Linked DNA regions of Mus musculus: region 1 is linked to region 2. A link is a contact called in public capture Hi-C data. All regions are on one chromosome and are shown on one strand. Each heading gives the region's core, a stretch centred on a gene start, on an enhancer-like site or on the middle of the called end of the contact. The rest is flanking DNA. Distances are from core to core; before and after follow the strand shown.

Region 1 (2,700 bases), core at 92-2,591, 610 kb after region 2:
CACACACACACACACACACACACACACACATACACGGCAGATAGCCCCCCATACACACACACACTAGGCAAACAGCCCTTCCCCACTAGGCAGACAGCTCTCTAGCTTGCTCTCTCTCTCTCTCTCACACATACACGGAAGATAGCCCCCCCACACACACACACACTAGGCAAACAGCCCTTCCCCACTAGGCAGACAGCCCCACACACTCACACACACACACACACACAGGGACAGACATACACACACACTAGACAGACAGACAGACAGACACACACACACACACACACACACACACACACACACACACACACACACACGGCAGACAACCAGTATGGGGCATTCTTGGACCTCCAAGGTCTTATTTAAGATCTGCCTGGGATGTCACCTACTGTGACTTCAGTGGAGACAAATAAAGAGGATAAAATAGGCCTAAGACCTCAGGGGCAAAAATGAGGGTGTCTGGTCAGAAAATAAAGAAGGCACTGTGCTTGGTGATCTGATCGCTACTTTTCATGTTGCTGTAATTAAATACCCAACAAAAGTAACATAAGAGGGGGGTTGTTCCCACCCTGAGGGTACATCCATCACGGAGCAGAAGGCCTGGCAGTGGCAACAGTGGCAACGGCAGCTGTATATCAGCGCACTTTCTCCTTTTTATTCATTCTAAAACTCTAGCCCATGGAATCCAGGCAAAGAAAAGAAGAAGAAAAAAAGACGACCCTGCACAGAGCCTTTACCCTGGAGCGTGGCTCATTTTCCGTTGGTAGTAGTCAGAGGCAGGAAACTTCTAGCACTGTGGATGGACAACAGTGATGTCTACCCAGTCTGTGCTTATTTAGCGCCAGAATTGTATGGGACCTTCAGTTTTAACACTTCACTCAGATTCCTAAAGTAATTATCTGTGTCTACCTAGGCTCAGGACAACTTGTGACCTAGCGTGTAAACACTTCTCTCTGACCCATGAGTTTCTACAACACAATCAAGCCTTTCAATCTTGAGTAAAGCACACCCTCAGAGTAATGTAAAAAATGGAGGGAAGCAATTTAAAAATATTTTAAGACTTCCCTGAAATTTTTATACAGTGTATTTGATCATATTTATACCTTTCAACTTTTCTTGCCTCTGCCTTTACCTTCCTCCCTTACCCAACTTGTGCTCTTAGCTTTTTTAGTTCAAATTCCATTATTCAAATGGTTGGGTGTGGGGCCAGTCCTGGAAATTGGCCAACCTACCAGGAGTTACACCCTTAAAGAAAACTGATCCTCCCAGATCCAGCTGTCATCAAAAACAAATAGCTCCTCTGCTGGGGTTGGACTTCCGGCCAAGGTCCACCAGGAGATTCCTAACATTCCTTAGAGTTAAAATTTGGTTTTCCCACTCTGGTGCAGGCCTGTGGCCTTGGTCCTGCTGAGATGCTTAGAAGCTTTATTTAAAAAGTCTGGGTCCCCATGAAACCCTACAATACTCAGGCTTACCAGGACATTTGGTAGTGAAAGACCCACAACGTGAGGACTCCCCCATGTTCTGACTCAGGAGAGGCGACACCCCAAATCACTCATAAGAAATGGTCTTGCTGCAAACTGCAAGAGGATTTTTATTCAAGAGTGATCTCGGGGGCCCACGGTCATACACCATGCAGGGGTAGAGGACCGTGGCGCGCCAAGTAGCTGGGTAAGGGGGTATTTAAAGGAAGAAACCACAACTCAAGGAAGTGGGGAGGGCGTTGTTGGTTAAGAGTCCCAAGGAAGTGCAAAGTCACAAGAGTCACAAGGAATACCTGGTAATTGTGCAGGTTATCTCTCAAGACAGTTTCTAAGAGCCCCTAACAATAGCACATTTGCATAGCGGGTTCCAGCAGTGGTCAGGTTGACTTTCTTTGAATGAACACTCTTTGAACCCAGGAAGCGGGTGGGTGGATGAATGTCGCTATCTGTTTTATGATTAGCATACCTTGGAGCATTAGTCACAGAGGTCATATTCCCAAGCCTGGGCCTAAAGGCCTAGAATTTTGTTTTTACGTTATACTTTCAGTAGGAGTGGAGTTATTGACCCTCGTCATTTTTAAAATCAGGAGTGCTGATAAAAGATTAAAGCTTTGAAAGGTTCCAGTCCTCCCTGTACCTGCCTATGGCCGCCACTAGCTGCTCCCTGAGTCCACTCAGGGTGAATATGCCGGCTACACTTAAGCAAGCTTTGTTAAATGGGAACATGGAATGTCACTGTACATGCTTCTTGTAAAATTACCTAACAGTTGTGTCTCGGCAGCTAAGAGTTGTAGTAAATATTTAATCTCAAAGGGGGGTTCTACTCCACTTTGATCACTCTGTTCCCAGATAAAAAGCACACAACTTTTATTATGTATAATAAGCCTTTAAAGCACTAGAGATGGGCAGATATCCACCCTCTAAGATATTAGTGTCTACTTCCCTACAATTTATAACTAACCATGTTCCATCTGGGCTGCTCCTTTTTTTGTTTGTTTGTTAATTCATTTTCTTTTTTTTAAGATTTATTTTATTTATATGAGTACACTGTAGCTGTCTTCAGACACAGCAGAAGAGGGCATAGATCCCATTACAGATGGTTGCAAACCACCATGTGGTTGTTGGGAATTGAACTCAGGACCTTTGGAAGAGCAGTCAGTGCTCTTAACCACTGAGCCATCTGTCCAGCCCCTGGCCTGCTCTTAAATTCAAT
Region 2 (2,700 bases), core at 109-2,608:
ATTCTTGTGAATTTCCCTCTACTTCAGCACAAATAATTGAACTACATGCTATACTCACTGTTTTTAAAGTGTTAAAATCAAGCTTTTAATTTGTATACTGATAGCCAATATATATATAGCTCAGGGCTTACAATTGCTGGAGATTGTTATGGTTTTTAGATACTGTGAATTCTCAAATTTTGCAATTGTTTATGCATATCCAACTCAAGTTAAGAGAAAGTACTGTTCCTTTAAAGGACTGTTCTTGGACATTTAAGAACTCATCCTGGACTGCCTGGACAGACCCCTTAAGGCAGTGCCCCAACAGATTTGTATCCCAGGCAGATTATAGTCCTTACACAAGAACAATTGGCCATATAATCTCATTCTTTACATCACCACAAGTAACGGCTTGAGATAATAATTTGGTATTTGTAGAGAATGTGCATGTCCAATTGTAAAGACTTGTTCTCGGTGTTCTCAGTATCTACCTGTACCACACAATGGTGTTAATTCTCGAGGACTTATACTTAATCAGTTATTGCAAATGGATACGCATATTTCTAACTTTAGAAAAATAAAATATGCACATGTGACTGTTGATACCTTTTCAGGCTTTCTAGTTGCAACTGCTTTAACAGGAGAAGCAACTAAAAATGTAATTGGACGTTACCTTCATTATTTTTCTATGCTTGGTGTTCCAAATCAGATTAAAACAGATAATGGAGCTGGCTATTGCAGTCAAGCATTTGAGATGTTTTGTCAACAATTTAATGTTAACCATGTTACTGGGATATGGAGATAGATAGATAGATAGATAGATAGATAGATAGATAGATAGATAGATAGATAGATAGATAGATAGATATAATTTCTCAAGGACAAGGTATTAGGGAACTTTAAAAGAATATTTTCTTTAAAAAAACAAAGGGGGGGGGAATTATACCCTCCAAGGTCACCAAAAGCACGTCTTGTCTTAGTCTTTTTTTTTTTTTTAATGTTTTGCAAACTGATGATAAAGGTCAGCCTGCAGCAGATTGCCATTGGCATCCAGTCACTTCCAGCTCATATGCCATGGTTAAATGGCGGGACCCCCTAACTAATACATGGAGTGGTTCTGACCTTGTTTTAATATGAAAAAGAGGTTCTGTTTGTGTTTTTTCACAAAAAGAAGACAGAGCATGATGGCTGCCTGAATGATTAATTGGTCAAGTGGACACAGATCCTGAGTCTTCTAGTAAGTATGATTCCAATTATGAAGCAAGCTAAAAATCTTAATCAGCCAGTTCAGTTAATTTGGACCATAACCTCCACTATACCTGAGAAGTAACAGTTTTTTTCTGTTGATTCTCAAAGCCACATCCCCCACACTGGGAGGCCAGGCCTTGTGTTTGAACGTTGCTAATTTACAACTGAATTGAGTGCTTGGTACAACCCCATAGACAACCTTAATCCTGTTGCTTTTAACTTTTGACTTTGTATTTCAAGCAGATCGGTTACCTCCATACAGGCTTGCCTTCAGCAAAGCTCGGTTATGACAGTTATTCATCGGTATGAAGAAATGCATTGAGTACGTATTCTGACTTTGGTCTGAATGGGAAAAAGATGTGCTATGAGGGCTGGCAGTCAAAGATGGGCAACTGATGATTCTATGACTCTTATCAACCTAAAACAGAGGCATGTGCCAAGAGGCTATGTTTGTTTATAATAAATACTAAAAGGCCGTGTTTGTGCAAATAAACACAAGCAAGCAAGCTGTGCATGGCCTCTGGGATGGGTAAGAAAGAGTCTAGGCTCAGTCCTAAGCCAGGCAAGGCCACCAGCCACCATAATTCCCAGGCAGGATCATGAAGCATAAGTAAATCTTATATCCCAGTCTAGCTAATTTTTAATAAATAAAAAGGAATGAAGTGTGCCCTCCCCCCAGCCTTGAGCAGGCTGAATCAGACCTTGTTTTGCCACAGTCTGCTAGCCCACCTAGGGTGGAGTCTTCTAACCTAGGTGCAGTCTATTGTCCTGCCACATCTGTAGCTTCCTGCAAGAAACCACTACCTGCTGAGCAGCTGAGTTTGTTTTCCTGATGAGATCCTGGCAAAGTAGAGGATGAGTTTCTTCCCTTTAAAAATTCAGACTTGAGTTAAAGTTGAGCCTTGATCAAAGAACTTTGTCTTGGCTCATTATTTCTCACTGTCCTTCCCATCCATCCCCAGCTTTCCTTTCAGGAACCCAGGAACTCATGGCCACTGGTGGCTACATTTATGCATTGTCTTAAACGTTAAAACATCTTGAGTGGGTGCTTCAGTCCTACTTAGAAGGGGGAAGAAAACAATCAAGGGAAGTAGAGGGTTGGGAGGACTTGGGAGGAAGATAAGAGGGGATCAGAATCAGGTACAGGAGGAGATGAAAGAGATGTACAAAGGGTCAGGAAATTGAACAGAGGTGTGTAGCAATGGGGGTTGGGGGAAACAACTGGGGTAGCAACCAGAAAGTTCCAGATACCAGGAAAGCAAGAGCCTCCCAGGACCCCACATTACCTGAAATACCCCACAAAGGGGAGGGAAAACCTGTCAAGACCATATCCAGTTAGACATGGCCCCCCAAGTTGAGGGATGGAGCCACCCACCCATTTTAACCCAGAATTGCTCCTGTCTAAAGGAAATACAGGGACAAAGAGTGGAGTAGAGACTGAAGGAAAAACCATCCAAAGACTGCCCCACCTGG

What was found. Capture Hi-C pulls out chosen DNA fragments and counts their contacts.
Region 1: a contact with region 2 is called in a capture Hi-C map of embryonic stem cells, with 2.2 times the contacts expected there. The contact joins two enhancer-like sites. A contact is called at or near these places in 1 of 115 datasets of contacts at active chromatin or transcription factors (embryonic stem cells) and 1 of 9 other capture datasets (embryonic stem cells).

Annotation. Positions count from the first base shown.
Region 1 is chr16:20,477,395-20,480,094 of GRCm38.p6, forward strand. No RefSeq gene overlaps it. Among named protein-coding and RNA genes, the nearest start is that of Eif2b5, 20 kb to the right of the region's middle. Within about 2 kb of position 1,342, at least 74 of the 459 cell types and tissues checked have an H3K27ac peak or open chromatin away from gene starts, as enhancers often do. A contact at or near this core is called in embryonic stem cells, where this site is marked.
Region 2 is chr16:19,864,108-19,866,807 of GRCm38.p6, forward strand. No RefSeq gene overlaps it. Among named protein-coding and RNA genes, the nearest start is that of A930003A15Rik, 19 kb to the right of the region's middle. Within about 2 kb of position 1,359, at least 3 of the 459 cell types and tissues checked have an H3K27ac peak or open chromatin away from gene starts, as enhancers often do. A contact at or near this core is called in embryonic stem cells, where this site is marked.